Linked DNA regions of Mus musculus: all the other regions are linked to region 4. A link is a contact called in public Hi-C data. All regions are on one chromosome and are shown on one strand. The core of a region is the stretch at or near the end of the contact, and the rest is flanking DNA. Distances in the headings are between cores, read along the strand shown.

The links. A called contact is a pair of places that touch in the nucleus more often than the background predicts.
Region 1: a Hi-C map of cortical neurons shows a contact between it and region 4, with 3 times the contacts expected there. The contact joins the enhancer-like site here to the promoter of Tafa1 in region 4. A contact is called at or near these places in 3 of 39 promoter capture datasets (hippocampal neurons, stem cell-derived epiblast-like cells and trophoblast stem cells), 3 of 484 Hi-C or Micro-C datasets (the N1E-115 cell line and cortical neurons) and 1 of 9 other capture datasets (liver).
Region 2: a contact with region 4 is called in a Hi-C map of the N1E-115 cell line, with 2.2 times the contacts expected there. The contact joins the enhancer-like site here to the promoter of Tafa1 in region 4. A contact is called at or near these places in 2 of 39 promoter capture datasets (both in embryonic stem cells), 2 of 484 Hi-C or Micro-C datasets (the N1E-115 cell line and nephron progenitors), 1 of 115 datasets of contacts at active chromatin or transcription factors (pancreatic cancer cells) and 2 of 9 other capture datasets (adipose tissue and liver).
Region 3: a Hi-C map of the N1E-115 cell line shows a contact between it and region 4, with 1.9 times the contacts expected there. The contact joins the enhancer-like site here to the promoter of Tafa1 in region 4. A contact is called at or near these places in 2 of 39 promoter capture datasets (hippocampal neurons and pre-B cells), 2 of 484 Hi-C or Micro-C datasets (the N1E-115 cell line and nephron progenitors) and 2 of 9 other capture datasets (adipose tissue and liver).

What each region holds. Positions count from the first base shown.
Region 1 is chr6:95,998,876-96,001,651 of GRCm38.p6, forward strand. No RefSeq gene overlaps it. Among named protein-coding and RNA genes, the nearest start is that of Gm38864, 95 kb to the left of the region's middle. Within about 2 kb of position 1,311, at least 17 of the 459 cell types and tissues checked have an H3K27ac peak or open chromatin away from gene starts, as enhancers often do. A contact at or near this core is called in cortical neurons, where this site is marked.
Region 2 is chr6:96,209,628-96,212,592 of GRCm38.p6, forward strand. All of the region lies in intron 2 of Tafa1 (TAFA chemokine like family member 1), which reads left to right. Among named protein-coding and RNA genes, the nearest start is that of Tafa1, 98 kb to the left of the region's middle. Within about 2 kb of position 1,689, at least 1 of the 459 cell types and tissues checked has an H3K27ac peak or open chromatin away from gene starts, as enhancers often do. A contact at or near this core is called in the N1E-115 cell line, where this site is marked.
Region 3 is chr6:96,181,900-96,184,798 of GRCm38.p6, forward strand. All of the region lies in intron 2 of Tafa1 (TAFA chemokine like family member 1), which reads left to right. Among named protein-coding and RNA genes, the nearest start is that of Tafa1, 70 kb to the left of the region's middle. Within about 2 kb of position 1,647, at least 5 of the 459 cell types and tissues checked have an H3K27ac peak or open chromatin away from gene starts, as enhancers often do. A contact at or near this core is called in the N1E-115 cell line, where this site is marked.
Region 4 is chr6:96,111,654-96,114,799 of GRCm38.p6, forward strand. It overlaps Tafa1 (TAFA chemokine like family member 1), which reads left to right and starts at 1,501. Exons shown (of 5, transcript NM_182808.3): 1 at 1,501-1,933. It also overlaps 2900060L22Rik.

The DNA of each region.
Region 1 (2,776 bases), core at 61-2,560, 110 kb before region 4:
ACAACAGGGTCTGCATGGTGTATTTACTTGATGACTAAGAATTAAATATACAATCTCACTGTTCAGGCAAATGTTCTACTGAGTGCATTAAATTCTCAGCCAGTTCGCCATAGTCCTTAAGCTTTTTTTTTTTTTTTTTTTCCTGTTAGGCCCTCCTTTCTTCTCCTGATCATTTCACTTTCTTGGTAGTTTATTTGTCATGAAAATCAATTTATTTGAAGTTTTCAAGTCTGAAATTTGCTGGTAGCACTTTCATTACACACACACACGTGTGTGTGTATATATATGTGTATACACACACACACACATATATATATATATGTGTGTGTGTGTGTGTGTGTGTGTGTGTGTGTATTATCCTTTTTCTGATAATGTGGTAATTATATCTAAAGGCTTAGTCTGATTGTGTCTGTGTGTGCTTGTGTCTTCTGTGTGTGTAAGTATGTGCTTGCGTATGTCTGTGTGTGTGTGTTTACTGTATGCACAAGGATCTTTCTTTTGGAAGGGTAGAACTCTCTTGTCTTGGGAGGTGCATTATACCTGGCTGTCTTTTTCTATTCGATTAAGATAAGTCTTCGAATTTAGCTGGAAATGGATGACATTCACATCACTAAAACACACCCCAAATCTGAAAAACAAAATATTTTATTTCTTAGTCTCAAAGATGCCTTTAAACCGCAAACACATGAATCATTGTACAAGCATAAACAGTTACTAAACCAACTCATCTATTTTATTCACGATCACTTTGCATTTGAAAGCTCTCATTGTGTTTATTCTCTGTGAACTGAATTTGAGGCTTTGACTAGGAAGCCATAAATCCAATTTTTGATGAAATACAACTTTGCTGAGAGGCCAGCTTGGAAAGGGTCCCCGCTAATTTCTCTCCTTAGTGTGGATTTGATAAGTGACAAGCGTCCTACTCTCTCCTTTCAGGTCTAGCACATCCCAGACTTCAGTCTTCTGAAAAGTTTTCTCTTTTATGCTTAATATTTGATGGACAAGGTCTTGCTAGGGACATCCAAATCAGCAGGTTTGCGCAGGTCGCATCTGACATGTGCCTAAGGTGTGGGCAGATGAACCAGCTCTAAGACCAGGAGCACAGCCGCTTCTTCTCAGTCTCCCCAGACACTAGTTAGGCCTAATACACTCGGAAGGTTGCTTGTCTAATTTGAACTGCGAGAGACTTTGGCTGGAGGGTAGCTCTGTGTCCCCGTGATAAAAGAGCACACAAAACAACCCAGTGCCTGATCACTCTCCCTGACTGTCAGTGAATCATGTCTAATAGCACCTCCATGCAGTTGGCGCCAATTTGCTTGCAATGGCATCCTTTTCCGTGGGCTTGCTGCTCAGCAGGCCCTGAAGCAATCTATGAATAACTTCCCAACAGATGCTGTTTATGAATTGAAGCAAATGGCTTCCCTGTTTCTCTTTTTTCTCACTTCAATAATTTTCAGTTACATTACGATGAATATTTATAGTCCTGTAGCAGTGCATAAAAATGGAGGCCGCGAGGACCTGGGTATTGTTTCATACGTGAGTGCTGTTCTAATGGGCTCTGGCTGACTGGTTTTAATAATGTTCTGTTGATGGACCGCAAAGAGGATGCAAATTGTAGATCAGTCATTTCAATTCACTGTTTTACCTGGATGGGCAGTGATAGAGTACTGGCTGTATCCTTCGCTCTTCTGGGATACCTCCCCTTGCCCGAATAACCGCCGGGAGCCTGCCTATCTCTTTCAGTTCCTTTGGAGTAAATCTCACATACATGACTTCCGCAGAGTCTCTGTCCTTAATAGCAAAGCCCATTAAGCTAGTTGACTACTCTCTACAGGTATTTCTATTAAAGATTCAAGTAACTGCTGCAGGGGAAGATGTTAGCCCACAGAATACAGCAATCCTCAGAATTGAAATGTAAGTCACAAAGAATATGTTGGTTTTGATTTCCAGGCCTTTTATGGGAAGGGATTGAGCTGCATTTTTGTCTAAAATGGTTTTTCAGATGTTTCATATTTCTATGCTCTTTTAAATGTTACAGAAATGAGAGGACTTATATCTAGTTATTGCCCCTAAATTTTGTTTGAAGGAAACTGTTCTCTCTTCTGTGGCTTATGTTGCAAATAGCTGGTATACCTTCCCAGCGCTTTCCATTTTACAGTAATGAGTTCGTTAACTACCCTATATTTTCTAGACCATTGACTGTGTCATATTGACCCACATACAAATAATTGCCTGTTTGGCTATTTGCTTATAAATAAGAGTGTTGAAAATGGTATGTAAATATGTACATGCATGCGTAGTGAATATAGAGTGAAGCCTCCCAAAATATTTAAATTGTCCCATTTCCTACTTGTATGTTATGAAATACTCACCAACCACTCAAATAGAACTGTATTTATTATGCATGCAAGCCCACAATCTCTTTACCAACTATCATTTGTATGCTACACACAGAAGGTTGTGCTGTAACACAACGGTAAAAATAAAAAAGGCAATTTGAAGAGAAGTATATGCCTTGCTTTAACCGCAGCAGAGGCAAAGAGTGATCTTCCTTCAATATGGTGAAGGATAACCCACAATCCTGAAATATTCAAAGCATTAATGAAAAGCCCAAGAATTTAATATTTGATCCAGAAAGGTTATTCTTAAAGAAACAGAGACATAGCAGAATATCTCAAAACTGGAGTCACTGGGAAGATGTTTCAGGCCTGAACTGCAAGGCCTACGACTAGACTGTGGCCTTCCACACGGCCATGGTAGTTCCCTTTTGTTTTTC
Region 2 (2,965 bases), core at 439-2,938, 98 kb after region 4:
ATGAGTTTATTGTGTATGTAGAGGCATGTGGGTGGAGGGTTCCTTACTGGAGCAGAGACAACTCACAGGCCAGCTGTGGGTGACAAGTCAGACACACTGCAACCCTGGTGCTCTCAACATGACTGGCAGAGTGTCCTCAGGGCAGAGTGTCTTCCCCAGCAGGTGTTTACTGCTTTCATAACCCAAGGGAGGGGCCTCGTGACTCCTATTCAGTTTTCCCAGATACATGAAGACTGTTTGCTTCTTAGGTCTCCTGAGCATCCTGTCTGCTTCTTGGGGGAAGGTTTTAGCTTAGAATTTCCAACTTTGATGAAAAGCTTTCCTGCACCTGGGATGTTTCAGTCAGGAGCAAATTGCTTTAGACATTCTCTGACCTTCACATACAGCTCTCCACAGACTCCCAAGCCCTCAGCATAAATAGATACAATAAATTTTAAAGGTAAATTAGACTTTGTCAGCACTAAAAGTCATACTTTGTAAACACACAACTATGACAATGAAGACAAGGTCTGCGTGGAAAAGCAAACACTTTTATTCAGAATACCTGATAAGGAGTACAAAACCTCTCAATATGCAACACTAAGAAAGAAGGTATTTCTATAAAAAGACTTTTGAAGAATGATGCAAATAGATATAAGAGAAGGCACTGAACATCCTCAGTCACTTGGGAAACTGATGAAAACTGTAGTGATAAAACATTATATACCTGACAGTATGACTGAATTAAAAGGGGTCAGTGTTGGATGCTGAGCACATGGAATTCATCGGCTTCGTGGTAGGAATGCAGAAGCCAAAGATCCTTTGCAAAGCAATATGGTAGTTACTTAACAAAATGAATATATGTGTATCGTTATCTTTATATTCCATTCTGGCCACTTTTGGAAGCTTGAAGTAGGACAGGGTGGAAGTGTTTATTTATATCACGGTAATTAGAAAATGCTGAAATTAGGAGCATAGACAGAGAAGAAGGAAAAGTGAATTATCAAATGTTTACCATTATAGCACTGCACATGAACAAGTGATTCTAGTTCCAGGGAAATTAAAATGTGTATCTACTCATATGCCTGTGCATTAATGTTTGTAAGAGCTTTATTCAGACTTTGACAGACCAGACATGACCAAAATCTCTATCCAGCAGGAGTGGATCACCAAATAGTGATGCATGCATATACATATGTTCAGCCCAAAACAAACCAAACGAACTGAACCTACTGACACATGAAACAATGTCTAAAAATATAGTCTCTCTGTGATATAAGAGTAAATGGTATATCTATATCATGTCTCTACGTCCAAGGCTCAAAGATCTTTCTGGAAGAGAGGAGAAAGATTTTGAGAGTTCAGAGTTGGTTGCTGACTACAGTGAAACAGTGTCGCACAATAGACAGCTGCACATATGAGCTCACAGTGATTGTGACAGCATACGATCTGCCCACGCCCACACCAAAAAAAAAAAAAAAAAAAAAGAAAAAAAGAAAAAAAGAATCCCAGCATAAGGGAGATACTGGCATTGGGTAGCCTTTGGAAGAGGGAATAGTGACTTTTAAGGGAGTGACCCTAGTAGGTCAAACATACTCCAGGCATGTCCAACACCCATGGGTATTTGGATAACACTAGAGAAGTTAGTGAATCTGGGAGGAGGTGGGGGAAGTAAATATGATTAAAGAACATTGAACTAAGTTCTTGAGCTAACAAGAATACCATCTTAAAGAAGGATTTGGGGAGGAGAACTGGATCTACCATGTCTTTTCTTCCATGTTCCTTTTTCTTGGATACTGAAAAGCTATTGATGAATTAGAAGGCAGGCTGTAGTTGCCACCAGCCAGTGGCCTTCACAGAGGAGCCAGATTGTCCATGGAGGCTCAAAGGCTGATCAGGGCTCTCCCTCCCAGGAAGCTCCTGGAATGGTTAGCCTGATATTCTCAGATAACACCAATTAGCAGCAAGCAGATTCAAATTCAAATTCAAAGGGCAAAAGTCTTTTAGCACATAATTTATTGTCAATTTCAATTTGCTGCTTGTGTTTTTATTGATTTTACAGAGGCTCTTGGATGGTTCTGCCCTAGTCATTAAAGTACTAATTTTGTTAAACACTTATTAAGTAAGACTAAATCACAGACTCATGCCAAACCTTATGCTTCAATGCCTGGATGAGGAAATGCAGAGACTGACAGGCTCTGTGATTTCTCTGTTACAAAAAAAAAAAAAGTTATTATGTTCCATTATGTCTGGCCAAAAATTTTTAAGGTTCCATATTAGCAAAAGTAATCACTTTCAGTAGATAATGATTGTATAATTTTATAGGATCATTGTGTCAAATGGTATGTTAAAATTTACTGTTGCTGTCCTTTAAGGTGTTTATCTCATGTGGTAAAATGTAGAAACTTGTTCAGACAAGAACTGTGGGAGTTGAACTTAAATGTGTGAAGCCACTTGAAGAGAAATTGTACTATAAATACTTTCCTAATAAATCAAGAGTTCTTAACACAATCAAAGAAAAATTGAGACCACAGATGTCTGTAACTTCTTTTATGAATGCCTAACTTAATGAAGCCAAGATTAGATAGTGGAAGTGATATTTCACTTACAGTGTGTGTGTGTGTGTGTGTGTGTGTGTGTGTTTGTGTTTTAAGTATAGCCATGTGTTTTAGCCTTTGGCAGCCACCCTTGCCCTCTGCCCACTAGGTTGAGAAGTGTGTGATACCAGCACCAGCTGATTGCTGAGTTCACAAGAACTCAGGTTCCTGGAAGGTTTCAGACATTAAAAGAGAACAACCTAATACAGGCAGCACAAACCTTTACAAGCACATTTAGCAATTTCTCAACACCCAGAGAACACTGTTGTTGATTAGATGAAGACATAAAACACACCCAAGGGAACTGGCCAAAATTAAACATAAACAAATTTTAAAATTCTGAGTTGTTATCTGATTTTCTGTATTATAAAATATGTAAAATGAAATAT
Region 3 (2,899 bases), core at 397-2,896, 70 kb after region 4:
AAGACTGTTAGTAATACAGGTCCCTAAATTCTGCCATTAAAATTTTATTCAGTAGGTAGAGTGCTTTTGAATTTGGGGGTACTTCTGAGATATGAAGTAACTTACATTTTATGGTTGCCAACATATATATTAGAATGTTCTATTGAAGTTGACACTGGGACTGATGTAGAAACTGATGGATATATGAACTGTAACATATAAGGTCCCAGGATGAAATTAAGAGGTCTATGTCATCTTCTAACTATGTATCAATAATGGGCATTGTGAAGTGATGGGAAGGACTAATGTATGGTTTCTAAGAGGTAGGCTCATGCACTATGCTCTAAACTTGTGGAGGCCTTGTTCCTATATAGAGGACACAGTTGTTAGCTTAGCCTGTCTGTACCTTAGATTTTTATCTCTAAAAAGGTGCAACCATTGCAAGGAATGAATAGGTTAAAATCATAATTTGCTTAGACTCTATTAGAAATATTGTAAGCACTATTTGACATTCATCCTCATTATACTTCCGTTACCATGGGTTGTAATCCTTGAAATGAGGCTTAAAGAATGAGAAAGAGTCAGCCAGAAAGTGAGCCAGATGTGATAATAGCAGGTGGCCTTTGAAGCAGAGCTATGATCACAAGCAAAAAGCACAGATGTGAGAAGATGCCTCATGTTGCTCGAGCATAAAGCCACAGGGTGGGAGGTTTGAGAACTGGGCTGCAGCCACACCATAGCCCTTAATTTTGCATTATAAATTTTCAAGTGATGTGGATGTGTGCTCAGGACGAGGAGTGGATGATGTTTCCACTCTTATGTGGTAGATGTGGAGTTGGATGTAGATGAGCACATCTGCAGTCAGGGCAAATGGTTGGTTGGACCTACAGGATTCCAGGTGACAGGTGGTTTAGGGAGAGAAATGAGAGAGTGTCTTAATTAATATTTTTTTAAAAAATACTCAGGACCGGGTAACTTCTGAAGAATTGAACTTTATCTGGCTAGTGGTTCCGGACACTGAGACTTTCCAGAACATGGCCTTCACTTCACCCCAGCATGTAGTAAAGATTTTCTTACTGTACAGAAGACATCACATGACGACACAATCAAAGCCAGTGTGCTGGCTTAGATTTCATCTCTTTTCATTATAAATCTACCAATGTCATCTATAGGACCTCATACTAATGATCCCAGCTAAATAGCTGCCAAAGATCATTTGCAGATGTCATTTAGACATAACCTAATTTGGTGATTAAGTTTCTAACACACAAACTTTTAAGGTGACTCTCAGACCAGAGTTGATGGATAAAAGACAGTCAAGGAATGTTTAGGAGTGAATGAAATTGATATTTCTCAAGTTTGAGCTTATATGTCAGGAAGGAGCAACAAGAACAACTTTCTGGCCTTGAAACTAGAAGCAACGATGGGTTCATAGATAAGTTAGAAAGAGATTTTACAGACTGGTGGCTGTCTGGTGGCCGTTGTAGGATGTTCCTAGATAGATATGTGCTTTCAGTTGGGAATTATGGGCCTAAGAGTGAGTGACAGATCTTGTCTGAAGTCTGGAACATGTGATCTAAAATACAGCGAGGCTCCAGTAACCTGAAAGAAACACCACGGCCATGAGGCATGTGGAGCACTGCCAATGTGTTTGTGCTGTTTTGCAGAATTAATTAATTTGAGTTAGAGTACAATGAACTTCAGTGATAATTTTTTTCTAAAAGGGAACAATACTCTCCTCCCCCAGCTCATTAGAAGGATTTCTGTAAAGAGGATCTTTGTTCAATGACAGACGTTTGAATTTCAGACTTCCAGAAGAAATTAGCAGACAGCCCATTCTTGTTCCGTGTTAATTAGAAAATGAGTAGATAAACAGTGGGCAGACCTCCTTTGGGTAGCCTTTTCTACTTCTGGGAATCTTGAAGGATTACTTGTGTCATGGCTTGGTGATAGGGAGACATTCTGCATTTATAGAACATTAGATTTAAGCAATGCCACTGCTGCTGAGTGAACATTTGGCATGTGATGTTTGTGGGGCTGGCATTCTGCAATGTACTCAAGGCTGTGCAGAATTTTAACCCCAAACTCTGAACCTGACATTCAAATTCCTGGAACTGCATCCCAGAGTAGCTTTTGTTCTATGATGTGACCTTGAATAAACATTTAAATTATTTAAGCTTCAAATCCTCGTTAATAAAAATTAGAAATAAAACTGTCTACATTAAAGTAATTTGATTAAACTAAATTGAAAAAAAAAAGAAACCTATCACCCTAACTGTGCAAGGGAGGCCTTTTCTCCTAACCTATCAGAAGTTGGAGATTCTAATAGGTAAAACAGTACATAGTTCATTTCCCAGTAGAGCTGAGACGTCAGTCTTTCTGAGGTGCATGGACCTCTAGCTCATCTGTAACTGCCATGTCCAGTTCCTGTAGCTAAGTTGCTTCCATCTTGAATCAGAAAAATAGCTTCTTGTATCCTGAAACTGTATCTTCCTTAGGCTTTTTACTGTTTGATTTCATTTCTGGTGGTCTTACTGGATGATTCCAGTGTATTATGAACACTGGTCAAGTGTTTCACCACTGAGCTATATCCTCTTTTTATTATTTTAATTTAAAACCGTTTGTTTTTAAGTTACCAAGATTGACCTTGAACTAGCTATATAATTACAAGTAGACCCCAAACTATTCTCCTGCATCAATTTCCCAAGTAGCTAGGACCACAAGCCTGTTCTGCTATCCCTAGTATAATTCATGTTTGCTATCTCAGAACGCTTTTCGTCACATAGAATGTTCCATTTCAGAATCCTCTGGGCTTATTGCAGGAAGATGCAGGCATAGTAAAGTTTGTTCTCTCCAATCATGTCAGGACAGTTGGAAAAAGGTACATATTTTATATGGCTCCTTAATACAGTTGCATTGT
Region 4 (3,146 bases), core at 251-2,750:
ATACTTTAGATTATGTCTTACAAGAGAGAGTTCAGCACTGTGCCAGCACCTGAGGAAGGTGTGATGGACTCTGCCTCCTGTTCCTGTGGCTGTTTCTGTTGTTGTCTTGATTCAGAAGCAAGAGAACAAATGTCCTATAGACACCCATTAATTAAGGCAGCAATATAATGAACCACAGAAGTAAGCATACAAATCCAAACTGAAACATTGTCATTCTTAATTAACTTGATTGTTATTTTGAAATCTGGTTTGTGGAGGGGGTAGGAAAGGAGGGAGGGATGGAGGGAGGGGGAGGGAGGAGAAGAGGGAGGGAAGAATGGAAGGAGAAAGGGGTGTTATCATTGAAAGAACAGCAGGAAAGATTGATAAAACAGAGACGGTCTCCCTCTTTCACTTTGTAGAGCATAGGAAAGAAGGTTTGTTCTGCAAGATGCACCCAGCATCCAGCCTTCTTTATAATGCCCACAAAAGGCAAAAGAATTCTCAGAAACTTTGAAGTTTTTAAGGCAAGGAATTTGTGAGAACCATCTCGGGTCTGAAAATAATGTAGAGGCCGTAAGGCAGTGAGTGACCTTTGACATTGGGGATCACACCAGTCTTGCTTTCTGCTTTATCCCAAGCATCTGTCACATAGTAGGTGTGATGTAAGCGACTTGGGAAGCAATTGAATGAGCATTTTCAGAGAATTATCACCGGAGCAGCCTATAAAGGAAAAGTAGGTCATCTCCCATGCGTCTCTGAAGTTTAAGTACAATCATAGTATATTTCCAGGGAAGCCGGGGTTCACACCATAGTACTAGAGATGCAACTGAACTTCTGAGTGTTTCCCTTTTCCATCTCAGCATGCTATTTAAAGAGAGCCAAAAAATACTTTTTACAAAGAACCTTGAGCATATTTCTTCATCATCACTCAGTCTCTGGTGCCAGCAATGATATATTTCTACTTATTAAACCTGTTAAATAACTCCAAAGATTTTTATTTTGCTTAGGAACACAAACACCAGTTATATTCCAGATAAATTGCATTTCGAGAAATAGCTGACAAAACAACTAACCGAAAAAAAAATCAGAATAAGCCCAGCTATATTCAGCTAGCTTGCTGGCAACAAGATTCAGGGTTAGACTGGGTGCATGTTTCACTTTCCCATTTACTGTTTGAAGCCTAAAAGCCATTAACACTATCAATATGTTGCATGATGCCTTCTTGTCTTTCATTTTTCTTTCCCTTCTCAGTTCCCTGGCATGAGAATGGTATAAGAGAACAAAACAAACCAAAACATAAACAAACAAACAAAAAAACCCAAACCTCCACCAAAGACTATTAGGCAATATCATGTTAAAGCGCTGCTTGAGTCATGGGAGAGTTAAGGGCAGTCATTAGAATCTACCTTATCTATAATCGAGGGTAATGTCACTTTAAGACATGTGAGACTTTAGAGAGGAGGGGTGTATTGAAACAGACTCCCGCTACTTACGGAGGTATAGCAGCCCTGCTCCTACATTTCGCTGCCTAACTCTGTCCTGAATGTACTGGAGTAGGGATGGTCTGTCCGTGGCTATAAACTGCTTCTCATCAGGAAACTACATTAGCTCACCATCACTTCAAAGGTCTCGTCAGACAGAGGTGACGCCAGGGGATGATTTAAAGGTGAACATGACAAGGTTTCCACCCCTCAAACCTTGCTTCCTTTTCTGACAATACAGTGAACGAGCCCAACGTCTTCACAACTGTGGAAACGGGACTGGAAGAGAAAAGCTTGCCTTTTTTTCTTTTCTTTTCTTTTCTTTTTTTTTTTTCAATTCTTAATAAAGAATTGCTGGGAAGCATTCTCTTTGAAAAATCTCAGAACTGTGGCACAGATGGATTTTAAAAAGTGTTAGCTCTTTCCAATGAGCACTAGGAGGGTTCCCTGCTCTTGGCTGGATTTTTCAGGTAAGAAAGCCTCTGTAAGATTTAAGATTCAGGAAACTGATTTGCAACATATTCAGAGAAGTATGCAAGACTCGATGCATTATTTGGGGGGAAAACACTGCCACAGAGCAGAGCTCTGTCTGGGAGCAGCCAAGAGAAGAGATTTGCAGGAGCTTGGGAAGTAATGCTGAGAATTACAGAAAGTTAACTGGGGGGGAATGAAAGAAAGAAAGAAAGAAAGAAAGAAAGAAAGAAAGAAAGAAAGAAAGAAAGAAAGAAAGAAGGAAGGAAGGAAAGAAGGAAAGGAAGGAAGGAAGGAAGGAAGGAAGGAAGGAAGGAAGGAAGGAAGGAAGAGGGAAGCCCTGTAATTGTCAAGTCACAGCATGTTGTGTGTGCTCAGCTGTGTGTGGGTTAAATGAGCAGGAGAAGGAGTCTCTAAAGAATCGTTAAGTTTGATGATGGTTAGATTTTTTTTCCCCTGAGTTAAATTTCCAGTGCATTTCAACAGAGATGGTTGACTAGCAAATGCTTACCGGGTCACCTCTGTTTTGTCTCTCTGTAATTTGCAGGCTATTCAGAAAGGTTCTAAAATGCATTCATTTGGGGATTCACAGGAGGGGAGTTGCTATTTACCTCTGCTGATGAGAGTGCATCTATGCTATCCTGCTAGCTCTGAAAACAAGGAGATAAAGCATGCCCATATACAAAAGTAAACAGTGGGCCACCAAACTAGAAACTAATTAGAAAGTGACTGGTCCATCTGACTCACTGCCTGGGGCATGGATGGCTCCAAGCTGCTGAAAAGAATGTGTTCCCACTTTGCACTTAATTACAGTTGTCACGTTTGTGTATTGTCATCCTCAAAGCCCTTCCCAAACACTCTGTCTCTCTGAAACCTGCAAATTATCCAGAATTATGCACATGCATATATATGTGTGCATAATGTTTATTTTTGCTGACTATCACTGGCTTTGAAAGAGTATCAATTTCCACAGATAAGGAAGTCATCCTAGGAGGTCACAAGCAGGTTTTCAGTGCATAGTGGAAATTCTTGAAGGGTGTCATTTGACAGAGGAAAGGTGCTCAACCTTGATTGCACAGCCCCTCTCTGAGACCTCAGAGAGGAAAGGCTGTCACTAACTGAATTCTTATATAGGGGGTGCTTCCTATGACTGGCTGACTAAGGACGATCCTTCAAGTTTGATTAATTTGGCAATATGAAATGCAGCATAAG